4 separate regions of the Mus musculus genome follow, and all the other regions are linked to region 3. Evidence: chromatin contacts called from public Hi-C, HiChIP or PLAC-seq and promoter capture Hi-C data. All regions are on one chromosome and are shown on one strand. The core of a region is the stretch at or near the end of the contact, and the rest is flanking DNA. Distances in the headings are between cores, read along the strand shown. Region 1 overlaps Uvrag (UV radiation resistance associated gene). Region 2 has its middle 18 kb from the start of Dgat2. Region 3 holds the start of Serpinh1 (serine (or cysteine) peptidase inhibitor, clade H, member 1). Region 4 holds the start of Dgat2 (diacylglycerol O-acyltransferase 2).

The links. A called contact is a pair of places that touch in the nucleus more often than the background predicts. HiChIP or PLAC-seq counts read pairs in DNA pulled down with a chosen protein or histone mark. Capture Hi-C pulls out chosen DNA fragments and counts their contacts.
Region 1: a Hi-C map of pro-B cells shows a contact between it and region 3, with 2.3 times the contacts expected there. The contact joins the enhancer-like site here to the promoter of Serpinh1 in region 3. A contact is called at or near these places in 2 of 39 promoter capture datasets (3T3-L1-derived adipocytes and hippocampal neurons), 2 of 15 datasets of contacts at CTCF or cohesin (embryonic stem cells and pro-B cells), 13 of 484 Hi-C or Micro-C datasets (B cells, the N1E-115 cell line, bone marrow-derived macrophages and 7 more) and 1 of 115 datasets of contacts at active chromatin or transcription factors (astrocytes).
Region 2: a contact with region 3 is called in a FOXA1 HiChIP or PLAC-seq map of pancreatic cancer cells. The contact joins the enhancer-like site here to the promoter of Serpinh1 in region 3. A contact is called at or near these places in 1 of 39 promoter capture datasets (hippocampal neurons), 4 of 484 Hi-C or Micro-C datasets (Th1 cells, bone marrow-derived macrophages, cerebral cortex and 1 more) and 3 of 115 datasets of contacts at active chromatin or transcription factors (embryonic stem cells and pancreatic cancer cells).
Region 4: a promoter capture Hi-C map of adipose tissue shows a contact between it and region 3. The contact joins the promoter of Dgat2 here to the promoter of Serpinh1 in region 3. A contact is called at or near these places in 8 of 39 promoter capture datasets (the 3T3-L1 cell line, 3T3-L1-derived adipocytes, the C10 cell line and 4 more), 3 of 484 Hi-C or Micro-C datasets (brown adipocytes, embryonic stem cells and muscle stem cells), 4 of 115 datasets of contacts at active chromatin or transcription factors (embryonic forebrain, extraembryonic endoderm stem cells, large pre-B cells and 1 more) and 1 of 9 other capture datasets (adipose tissue).

Annotation. Positions count from the first base shown.
Region 1 is chr7:99,100,416-99,103,175 of GRCm38.p6, reverse strand. All of the region lies in intron 3 of Uvrag (UV radiation resistance associated gene), which reads left to right. Among named protein-coding and RNA genes, the nearest start is that of Uvrag, 39 kb to the left of the region's middle. Within about 2 kb of position 1,250, at least 124 of the 459 cell types and tissues checked have an H3K27ac peak or open chromatin away from gene starts, as enhancers often do. A contact at or near this core is called in B cells, bone marrow-derived macrophages and pro-B cells, where this site is marked.
Region 2 is chr7:99,199,037-99,201,771 of GRCm38.p6, reverse strand. No RefSeq gene overlaps it. Among named protein-coding and RNA genes, the nearest start is that of Dgat2, 18 kb to the right of the region's middle. Within about 2 kb of position 1,276, at least 33 of the 459 cell types and tissues checked have an H3K27ac peak or open chromatin away from gene starts, as enhancers often do. A contact at or near this core is called in pancreatic cancer cells, where this site is marked.
Region 3 is chr7:99,351,922-99,354,726 of GRCm38.p6, reverse strand. It overlaps Serpinh1 (serine (or cysteine) peptidase inhibitor, clade H, member 1), which reads left to right and starts at 1,488. Exons shown (of 5, transcript NM_001111044.1): 1 at 1,488-1,674.
Region 4 is chr7:99,181,316-99,184,047 of GRCm38.p6, reverse strand. It overlaps Dgat2 (diacylglycerol O-acyltransferase 2), which reads left to right and starts at 1,335. Exons shown (of 8, transcript NM_026384.3): 1 at 1,335-1,656. The coding sequence starts at 1,536.

The DNA.
Region 1 (2,760 bases), core at 1-2,500, 250 kb after region 3:
TGGTGCTTGCCTGCAGTCCTAGAACTTAGGAGGTTCAGAAGTTCAAAGTCGTCCTTGGCTGCACAGGGAGTTTGAGGCTAGCCCAGGATATATAAGACATGATTTTGTTTTTAAAGCAAGTTTTCTACCACTTCCTGCCTTTGGAGTCAACTGTAAGTTTTGACTGCCAGCTCCAACTATGACCCCATGTGTGACAGACAGGTTCTTACTGTCTCCCACGCATGAGTCCTCTGAAGAAGCAGTCACACAGGCTCTGGAGTTCTAAAATTAAGGCAAAGTGTGTACACACATTGCTAATAGGGGCCTGTAGGTCTTAAGTTAAATGCACTGGAGAAGCCTCTGCCTGTGGGGTGGGGAGGAGACAAGGGAAGCCTGGTGCTGTGAGGTGCTGGGAGAGAGAGTCAGGGACTTGGAGTTTCCCTGGAGCGGATGTGTTGTGTTCTATAAAACGAGCCAGGATCTGTTTTGTAGAGCAGGGTATGGTGAGGTGAGCCTGCCCATGCTGAGGCACCCCTTCCCCCTGAGGTCTAGAGTTTATTTGGGGGCATGGGAAGGAGGATTGAGAAGGGAGTAGTGGCAGAGAAAGACACAGAGGGAGGGGGGAAGGGACAGGAGAAGGGAGGGAGGAATACATAGAGAGAGGGGGGAGGGGAGAGAAAGAGAAACAGATCAGGAGGGAGAGAAGAGAGTCTGAGAGAGAAGGGACAGAGAGCTTAAGGAGGGGCCAAACAGCCCCTTTTATCGAAAGCCCGGCCTACCTGGCTATTGCCAGGTAACTGCTGGGCGGAGCCTAGGAGGAATGCTAACTGAATGGGCCTTAGGGCCTCACAGCTCAGAGTGCTCTTCTTTTCTAGTGATAGTTACACCAGCCTGTTTTTAAATGGCCATTTAGAAAACATGATGTACGTCAGACAGAAAGGCGGCACCATTTTCAAAGGAATCTTAACTTCTGCTTTCCACTGTAAGATTTTTTTACCTTAAGCTGATTAGAACTTCTTTAGTACAGTACCTGGAATATAATGTGCCATTGTTGTTGTTTATTTAGCAAATATCCTTGCTGTGTTCCCAGGGAACTAGTCGGGGAAGAGTGTCAGGAAGGCCCTGCAGCCTTACAAAGGGTCTGCAGGAGACCCTGACAGTTGGCAGGCGAGGCAGACATGGTCAGTGACTAGGTAACTAGGGAGTCCCCAGAGGCCGCCGCTTCCTCATTCAAAACTTGAGTTAGGTTGACAGGTTCAAAGGTCCTTGTTTTTCCTGGCATTTCTAGAATAGATAAACTAATGTTGCCTGTCACACGTTCCTTCCTCATTTGTGCTGTTCCTTCCTCATTTCCTCATTAAACTACACCGAGTACAATGCTCAGAGGAAGACTGGGGGAAGCAGAGGAGAGCAGGGGGGAGCAGGGGGGAAAAGAGGGGAGGAGGGGGAGCGGGGGAAGCAGGGGGAGCAGAGGGGAGGAGGGGGAGCAGAGGGGAGGAGGGGGAGCAGAGGGGAGCAGAGGGGAGGAGGGGGAGCAGAGGGGAATACGAGGGAGCAGAGGGGAGCAGGGGTATAAAGGGAGCAGAGAGGATTAGGGGGGTACAGTGGAGAGCAGAGGGGAAGGGGGACGGACAAACAGAGGGGAGCCTAATCTCAGGCTCCAGAGCTAGAGTTAGTCCAGAACTCTCCTACAGGATTCTCAAGTTGTAGATGAGCCGAGGACCAGTTCCTGCCTGGCTGATCTGTGAAGGTCACTGTAATCTTGTACTAGTTTTAACATTTGCTTCATGTCCGTTCTCTTAATTGTGTCTTGTTTGCATTTTACCAACCCGTTGGCAGGGATAACTGGTTTGAGGTATTTGAGCACAGTGTCTCAGCAATCACTGGCTGACCACTGAGCTCTGCAGAGAGGTTACCATTAGAAATGTGGGTTAGGATGGGTGAATGAGCATGGGTCAGCCCAGCCCACATGGGTGGAATGACAGGGAGAGTCATTTAACTTCCTCTGAAGAGAGGAGAGGGCAGTGTGCAGTAGAAAGGGCATGACTAGGCTACATGCCTGAATCCCACATCCCACAGTCCACTGTCTCAGGGTCTTCAGCTATAAAGACTGAAACCCCATTACCTGGCAAGACTTCATGAGCTTAAGCAGGGTGATACTGAGGGTGAGAGGGGTGGGGAAGCCAGGTGATGGGGGGGTGTTGGGGTATTGGGCACCTCACACAGCAGCTGCAGGTGTACTGCCTGCAAGCCTTCCTTTGTTGCCTCACACCTCTGAGTGCTTGTAATACATTCCCTTTGCCTGGCATTCCCAAGTTTAATCTGCTGAAATTCTATTTGTGCTTTCGAAGCCAAGCTCCGTGCTCTCGGGCATCCTCCCTGCTTCTTAGAGTTTATTGTTTGTTCTGTGCTGCTGCGTAACCTTTAGCATGACTCTGTCACTGGACTTTGCACTGTTCCAGTGTAATCGTTCCTGTTTGTACTGGGGATGGTACCCAGGGCCTTGCACTTGCCAGGCAGTCACTCTGCTGTCGGGCTACATCTCCAGTTTTAAATGTCAGTCCTTTGGGGGCATTGCCTATATGCTATTGCCCCGCCCATTGTTTGTGCATATTATGCATGCGTGTAGTGTGGTTTATCACCTCCCATCCCTTCCCTTCTCCTCTAGTTCCTTCTCTATGCCTGAAGAAAACGAATTCTTCCAACCCCAGCAGCTATCAATTCCCAGCTGCCTAACTCCTCAGCTTGGGGTGAAGTGTAATGAGCGCCCCCACCCCTACC
Region 2 (2,735 bases), core at 27-2,526, 150 kb after region 3:
CACTTTTTCATCTTTTAGTTACAGCAACACAGGAAACGTAAGTCCTGTCATTGTTCAAGTACACACTCCACAGCACCTCCAGGTCCTTTGCTCTCTCACAAAGCCCAAACCCTAGCTTTCCATTCCCTCCAACATCCTTGCTCTCTTTTCTCCTGCAATATTTTATTTTATGTGTATGAGTGTTCTGCTTGCGTGTCTATATGTTCCCCACATGCTTGACTTGTGTCCAAGCAGCTCAGAAGAAGGCATTGAATCCCCTGGAATTGGAACTGAAGACAGTTAGCTGCTGTGTGGGTGGTGGGACTCAAACTCAGATCCTCTGGAAGAGCAGTGGATGCTCCTAACCACTGAGCCACCACCTAAAGTCTCTGAGTTCAAGGTCAGTCTGATCTACATAGTGAGCTCCATCCAGGACAGCCAGAGATACATAGTGAGAGCCTGTCTCAAACAAACAAACCAACAAACCAAAACAACAACCCCAAATAAACAACAATTTAAAAAAGGAAAGAAAAGAGGGAAGAAAGGAAGGAAGGAAGGAAGGAAGGAAGGAAGGAAGGAAGGAAGGAATATTTATTGATCATTTCCAAAGTGCCTGGTGCTCAACCTAGAATGCAGAGGAAACTCACGGGTTATCGCAAGCTGTAAAGATTTAAGATTCAATGAGCTTAAAGAATATATGAAAGATAAATTTTCTCATTTAGTCATTCAACAAACCTCCTCTGCCTCCCCAACAGGCTTACAGAATCAGGAAGTAACAACATAAGATCCCCTTTCCTCCTCTTCCTGGAGTTTTTCTGACTGGTGTCAGAGTGATGGGGCCCTATTCTGCTGAGCTAGCTCCCACCCAAGAAATGCACAGGTACTAGGGAGATCTGTGGAACAGGTACCAGATTCTCTGAATGTCTGGGAAGAACAGTGCTTTGGGAGCTCAGATACTAGCTAGGTCCAGCTCTACAGGAGTTTTGTGACCTTTCCTTAATTTCTTCTCCTCCCTCTATTGTAAATTGGAATTAACAGCACCCTATTCACATACCTCACACACCCTGGTCCCAGCTAGACCAGATCAAATGGCTAAGCTTCGAGCTCTGGGGCTCTGCTTGTCCACATTCTGTGGATAGTAATTTGTGTGAGTTGTCCTTTAAATAGTCATCTCTGTGACTGTTCCTAAGCGGTCCTTTATTCAGCCCCACCCCCACCCCCACTCCACCCCCTTGCTCCTTAACACAGAGTCAAACCGTCCCAGACCGATGGCTGTCTCACCTCCACAGTATAAGCAGACAGGATTGTCCAGAAGCAGCCAGGGACTGGGCCAGAGGTCACAAAGCAAACAGACCTGCCTTCCTCTTCCCAAGTGAGTCACTTAATTACCTGAGCCTACCAGATCTCAACAAATAAAGCAAAACCCATAGGGTCTGTAGCAGTTAGTGCTGGAGGCCATCCACCTCTGTGTGTGTGTGGGGGGGGGGGGGAACCGATGGGCTGCCTTTGCTACCGTGACCACTAAGACTGCTGAAGCAGGGGACTGTTAATGGTTACTTGCCAAGGCTTTGTTTTTGAGTATTAAATGGTTCTGTTTAATCTCACACCATCTCTTTGAAGTTGGATAGACGCTCTGGAAAGAGAAATAACCAAGCCACAGAAAGGGGAGATCACTTGCCCAGGTTAGGACTTCACTACAAGGTATGGTGAGGCTGGGTTTGTACCAGGTAGCCTAACTCTGAATCTTGTTCTGAGTGCTCCTCTGTGGAGCTGCACCCCACAGCTCAGGAGGCTGAGGGGGGAACTGAGTCATGCCAGTGGTGTGCCTGAACCCAGCAGCCTCACCCCAGTCTCACAATTCTGTAGTTAGGACGGTCCTAGGTCCTACAGGGGCACCGTCCTTTTCTTTTCTCCCCCCCCCCCCTTTCTCTTCTCTCTCAGTTCCTCTTTCCTTTTCCTTCACTCCGGCACTAGGGATGGGAACTAGAACCCAGTGCACACTAGACAAGCGTTCTTCCGCTGAGCTGCAGCCTCGGGCTTCTGGCTTTTCCAGACAGGATCTCACTAAGCTGTCCAGCCTGGCTTGAACTCACTTTGGAGTCCAGGCTGGCCTTGAATTTGAAGGGAGATTAATCTCTCTCTGCAAAGTTTAGACTTCTGCTTAGAGTGCATGTGACAGGTCCTCTGGGGCTTCCCATGTGTCACTGAGTGTCCTTCATGGGAGTCTTCCTTCGTGGGTATACAACAGGAGACAGCCTCTGTGCAAACTCCTAAGAAGTGATCTAAAGACATCTTCACTTACTCATAAAGTTCTGGTGTCCAGAGGGGGGAGGCGGGGGTTTGGATTTACAAGCTTGTCTCCAGAATTCTAACTGCAAGCAGACACACGAGGACCCATGGGTGTTATGTTGTTTTTCATAGTCAGGAAGTCTACCCCTTTCTCTGGTCCACCACTTTGCAAAGCAAAAGTCTGCTAGAAGGCCCTAGAAAGACAATAGAAGGTCACCCTGTTCCCAGGGCCCAGGCAGCACCTCGCTGCCTCTGGGGAGGAGTGGAAGCAGCTCCCGGAACACAATTCTTTGGTGGTCCTAAGAGACCCTTGTAGGAGTGGTAGACACAGAAAGCCTGTCTGGGGAGGGCCAGGAGATCTTCTCCATCCTATGATCTTCTTTGCTGATACCAAGCAGAGGGGGGCCCACCACTAAAGAGGAGTGAGAACTCTCTTCCACCAAAGGCCAACTGTGGATCCAAGGCAG
Region 3 (2,805 bases), core at 239-2,738:
TTTTCTTCTTCTCAAGACCTTTGACTCTGAGATCCTACCAAGCTAAGATTCCTTCACGAAGTTCAAAGACGTTGTGGGGCTTCTGAATGATATTATCATCTGTGGCAGTCACTTGCAAATCCGTATACTCTCTGATCCTTTGATTGGGGTCTAAGTCTATTAGGATCTAATATTTCCCTCAGCCCGAAGTGGGGAAGGCTGGGGGTCCATTCCCTCCCCCACTGTTCTCTATAACTGCAGAGAACTCATCTTTTGGGATGCTGAGTGCAAGGATACATCTGTTCCACAGGCTCTGCATCTGGGAGAAAGAAAATACTTATGAGTCTGTTGATTGAATGTGAGTGAATGCATACAGGGTCTCTCTGGGGCTGGGGCTGGGGCTCAGTGGCAGGATGCTTTCTTTCCTGGTTTTCCTGAGGATCTGGGTTCCAGCCCCAGTGCACTGAAAAGAGGGGGAAAAGCCTCTCACTCCACCTCCTCTCTAGTGATGTCCATCTGTTGTCTGTCATTCCACTATCAGAAGATAGGAGGATCCTAAAACAACAGGCCTCACCTACTGAATTCCCCACTAGCTGCACACACCCCTCACAAAGGAGGTCCTGAAGGCAGGGACTTTGCCCAGTTGTGCAGATTTGTGCATGACACTAGAATAGTAAAGAATACTATCAGTTAACTCAGGGCTCAAGAAGCTATCTCAGTGTAAGAGGTGGGGTGGGGCGGGAGAGCCTGAGATAGTGAGACCCTGAGCCCCAAGAGGCAATGGAGATAGGGAGGGAGGGAAGGAGATAGCAGGGATGACCCATTTGAGACGGAGAAAGGGGCAGTTAGGACTTAACATCAACCAAGGGTACTGGCCCAGAAGGAAAGTCACACAATGCTGTATTTAATTCATCCAGGATGTTCCCTGCTGTATACTACTTCATGTCCAGTGGAACCACCTAGGTGTCTGTCTGAAATCAGTTCAAGACTTGGTTGCCAGGGTGAGGGTCCAGCTAGAATTCTCAGGGCCTCTCCTCCCCAGGGATGTTTCAAGGGTGAACCCTGGTTTGGAGAGGGACCCCTGCCTCTGACTTTTTCCTAAGGCAAAGGAGAGGGCCCCTGACTAAGGAGTAGCATCAGGGGTCCCTGATTAAAGCTTGATAACAGTAGGCAATGGATCTACTGGGGCAGAGCAGGGTCATGTGGGGCAGAAGGGATATGTGATCAGAGCAGGCTTGTGTGGGCAACCCCGAGAAGACGACAACTCCAGTCCCCGAGCGCAGGACTTTGGAGCCTGTCTGCCTTCAGTTCACTCTCGAGTCTAAACCCTGCTTTTCCACGTCCAGGACCGCGGAATCCCAAGAATGCCCTGGCTCCCAAGGTCTAGCTGGTGCGGGAGGAGAGTCCCCTCTACCTAGTAGGGCGAGGGGGCAGTAGGACCCAGGGGCTGGGAGAGAGCCCGCAGGCACAGGGGCGGGAGCCAGGGTGGTTTGGGGGAGGTCTTTGGCTTTTTTTCTCCTCTCCGAGCCACGGCGCCCTCCGGAAGCGTTTCCAACTTTCCAGAAGTTTCTTGGGACAGGCAGGAGGGGGTGGGGCCAGCCATATATAGATCCAGGGCCCGGGGCAGTGAGCTGAGCAGAGCCTGTCTGAGGAGCGATTGCCCTGTCGGTCCCGGAGCAGCCCAGCCCGGCCCAGGTGAGGGGCGGGAGCGGCCGGGCGATTTGGGGTTGCGCATTGGCCAAGGGGGAACGGATCGCTCCAAAGCTTGGGGTCCTGACACAGGTGGGCAGTGAAAGATCGGACTTGGAACTGTCACTTGCCTGGGTTCCCTGGAGCTGCGGTCTAGTACGCGGACTGCCTGGTAAAGTACGGAGAAGTCTCAGCTCGGGGAAGGTTAAAGGTGGTGAGAGGGAATGCGTAGAGCTGGGACTAAATGCTGGTGACCTTCTGCACAACTGAGAGGGGAGGGGAAAGACCTGACTGTCCCATCGTCCACGGGGAAGGGCCAGCTCTGCAGTCCCTAACTCAGGAGTGGAGGCCCAGGGACCCGCAGTGATTGATCCCAGACCAACCTCCCCACAGGCTGTGTAGGGGCCTCTGAACCTAGCACAAGAGGTGTAGACTTGGTGTCTCATCTCTAGCTGTTAAGGACCCCCTTGCTTTGGGGAGCAGTCGCTTTTTAATCAGTATCCTATGTGGAAGGTGGCCGGACTTGACCAATTAGTTCTGCTTTCACCTCACCCGAAAGGGGTGTCGTCAGGGTCCACAGGCCCTGGGTGACTTGAGTCACCCTGGTCCTTCCGTCCACCCATCTGGTTCCTGCAGGGCGAGGACTTCCTCTGAGGCTTTGAGGTATCCTGCCTCCAGCTTGGGGGACATTCCTGAGCCTCCAGACGAAAGGAAGAAGGCATCCATTCCCTGTATGGTCTAACGGCCTAGCTATCAACTTCCTGTGCTTCCTTCTGGGCCCTTTGGCATCCAGGGCACGCATGGAGGCCCTTGGAAAACTGGGGGCTTTGGTTGCCTGGAAGTAAGGCCGAGGCCACACCCTACTCTCTGATAGTTCTGTACCCATCCCCCATTTCCGTCTGGTCCTTTGTCTCTCTCCGAGGATTCCCTGCCGAGGTGTTTTTGTAGTGGGTTGCTGTGTAACAGGACTCCACAGTGGTCGGCCTGGGAGCTTTGCTGAAGGCAGAGCCCCCGGGAGAAAGCCTGACCTGCTTGAGCCGAAGAGGCCCAAGCTGGGCCCTGGTTTCTGCCTCTGCAAAAGAGGTCATCCACCTCCTTACTCCGGGTACCCACTGGGGACTGGGCCCGACCGGCCTC
Region 4 (2,732 bases), core at 86-2,585, 170 kb after region 3:
TTGTGCTCACACCCTCATTCTGCGGAACTCCTCTTCCTCTGTGGGCAATGGGAATGAGTCCCAGTGCCTGTAGTGAGCTTAGTCCATATACCTCAGTTCCTCAATTCTCAAAGCCTCTCACAATACAATCACGGGTGTTCCCGTTTTTACAGATGTGAAAGAAAACTGAAGCTGCAAACTGCGAGTGGTGGCACATGCCTTTCACTCAGCACTAGAGTCAGACAAAGGTGCATCTCTATAAATTCAGGCCAGCCTAGTCTACATAGTGCCAGGACAGCCAGGGCTACAAGGAGAAACCCAATTTCTAAAAAGAGAAAAGAAAAGAAAAACCAAAACATCAACATTCACACAACCCTCAACCCCACACCCTGCCCCCCTCCGGCAAACCAAGCCAAACAAAAGACACCCTGAAGTTGAGGAAAAGAGAGGAAGAGAGGTCTGGAACTGGGCTTGAAGTCCATCACTCACTATGCTTGTAGTATTGCCTTTGTCTTTGGTGTTTGGAGACAGGGTCACTATGTAGCCTGGGCTGGCTTCAAACTCTTGCATACATACAGGAGAGGGAGGGAGAGAGAGAGAAGAGGCGAGAGAGAGAGAGAGAGAGAGAGAGAGAGAGAGAGAGAGAGAGAGAGAGGAGAGAGAGAGAGGAGAGAGGGGAGAGAAGGGGGAGAGAGGAGAGAGAAGAGGCGAGAGAGAGAGAGAGAGAGAGAGAGAGAGAGAGAGAGAGAGAGAGAGAGAGAGAGAGAGAGGAGAGAGAGAGCGAGCTGCTAGGATTGTAGGATTACAGGTAGTAGACTCCATCGCTCTAGGTTCCTTCCTGATAAGACTCAATCACTCCTATTTTTTTGCTGGTAAAAGGAAAGGCTGCGGCACTTGGGTAACTGTCAGGTCCAGCTGTAACCTAACGAATTCCAACACTACTCACTGCAGGCTAGGCCTGCCCAAGGAAAGCACAGCCAAAAGGGACACAGGCACCCGCACGGTCCGGATCGTCCCGCACGTGCTCAAACTCCCTGCCCACGTTCCAGCTGCTGGACCGTACTAACGTCTGAGAGAGAGGCTTGGGAGAATGACAAGGCGGTCGCTGGGGCAACCAGGAGTAGTTTCATACACCGGGACTCCGGCTCCCTTGCCCGTATTCTATAGACTCTGAACCGTACAGTTCAGGCCATGCTGCCTTCCTGGGCTCTGTGCATAGTTTATCGCCGGGAGTCTCACCCCCTACAAGAACATGGCACAGTCCGGGGCGGACCCTTTTGCCCCGCCCTATAGCGTCACGACCCGCCCCGTTGTGAGGTTATAAAGTGCGCGCGCAGCGGCGCTCGGCGCCGTGGCCGCGCTTCGCTGGCTTTCTGCTCATCTAGGGTGGCAGCGGCTACCTACCTCAGCTCTCGCCCTGCTGCCGCCACGGCCTGGGCGCTGTCCCTCAGCTCCCGGAGCTCAGCGCGAAGCCCTGGCCCCGGCGGCCGGGGCATGGGTCAGGGGCGCGGCGTGAGGCGGCTTTCTGCACGGCCGTGACGTGCATTGGCTTCAGCATGAAGACCCTCATCGCCGCCTACTCCGGGGTCCTGCGGGGTGAGCGTCGGGCGGAAGCTGCCCGCAGCGAAAACAAGAATAAAGGATCTGCCCTGTCACGCGAGGGGTCTGGGCGATGGGGTGAGTGTCAGTCATCCCTAGGGCTTTCATCCTGAGGGCACCCACAGCAAGACGACTTTCAGGAAGGGACTTTGGCCAAAGCGTGCTGCCCTGTGCTGGACGGACGGCTAGCTAGTTCAGGTCGGAGTCCCAGACAATTATTTCCAGTTTTTAAAAGGTCTCGCCTTGTAGCCTAGGCTGGCTTCCAACTCTTAATCCTCCTTCCTTGGCATCCCAGGTGCTGTGATTGCAGGTGTGCCACTACAACTAGCTTCTCTTTAGGGGAACTTGACTCTTCTGCATCCTGTCATTTGGTTAAGGATGAGGCAAGATTCATGCTTAGCTCGGCTGGTTACCCAGTTTGAGCCAGGCAACCTGGTATCCTAGGCTAGCCTGGCTTCATTCTCCATCCTGGTACTCACTAATGTTGCAACACGTGTTACATCACTTGCCATCCCCCCAGCTGCTGAGGGCGACACCACCCACTCAGCTCAGTTAGTAGTGATATTTCACTCTCCAGCCCCCAGTACTGATCTACCTCACAAGGTGGAGCAGGATTTGGCTGGGAGGAACTGGATGGGGCAGGGTGGTAAGTAGGGTTTTGTAATCCCCTGAAACAGTCACTGGATGGAGAACATGCCTGCCTGGAACCAGGTGTGCCCCAACTGCCCTCTGCCCCAGCTTTTGTGGGCCAACCCAGACTGTGAAGCCCTCACAGCGCAACCCTGAGTCTGACATACTTAGAAGAGGGGTGGGAAACCCTTGGATTTTTTTCGTTTGTTTAGTCTGTGTAACAGCTCTGTTTGTCCTGGTATTCTATAGACCAGGCTGGCCTTGAACTCACAGAGATCTGCCTAAGTTGATTATCCTTCTAGAAGTTGTGTCTGCCTTCAAGATAGAACCGAGGCCTTCAGTGAATGGGGAAGGGGGGCATACAGTTCAAATCACACCTCAGCCTTTTCCATACAAGGCAAAGCACCCCACGTTGCTTAGCTGAAGCTGCAGAAACTGAAGGAGGAGGAACGAGCTACCCCAGTTTTCCTTAGAAAGGGCAGCGGTGATGCACACCTTCAATCCTAGGACTTGGGAGGCAGAAG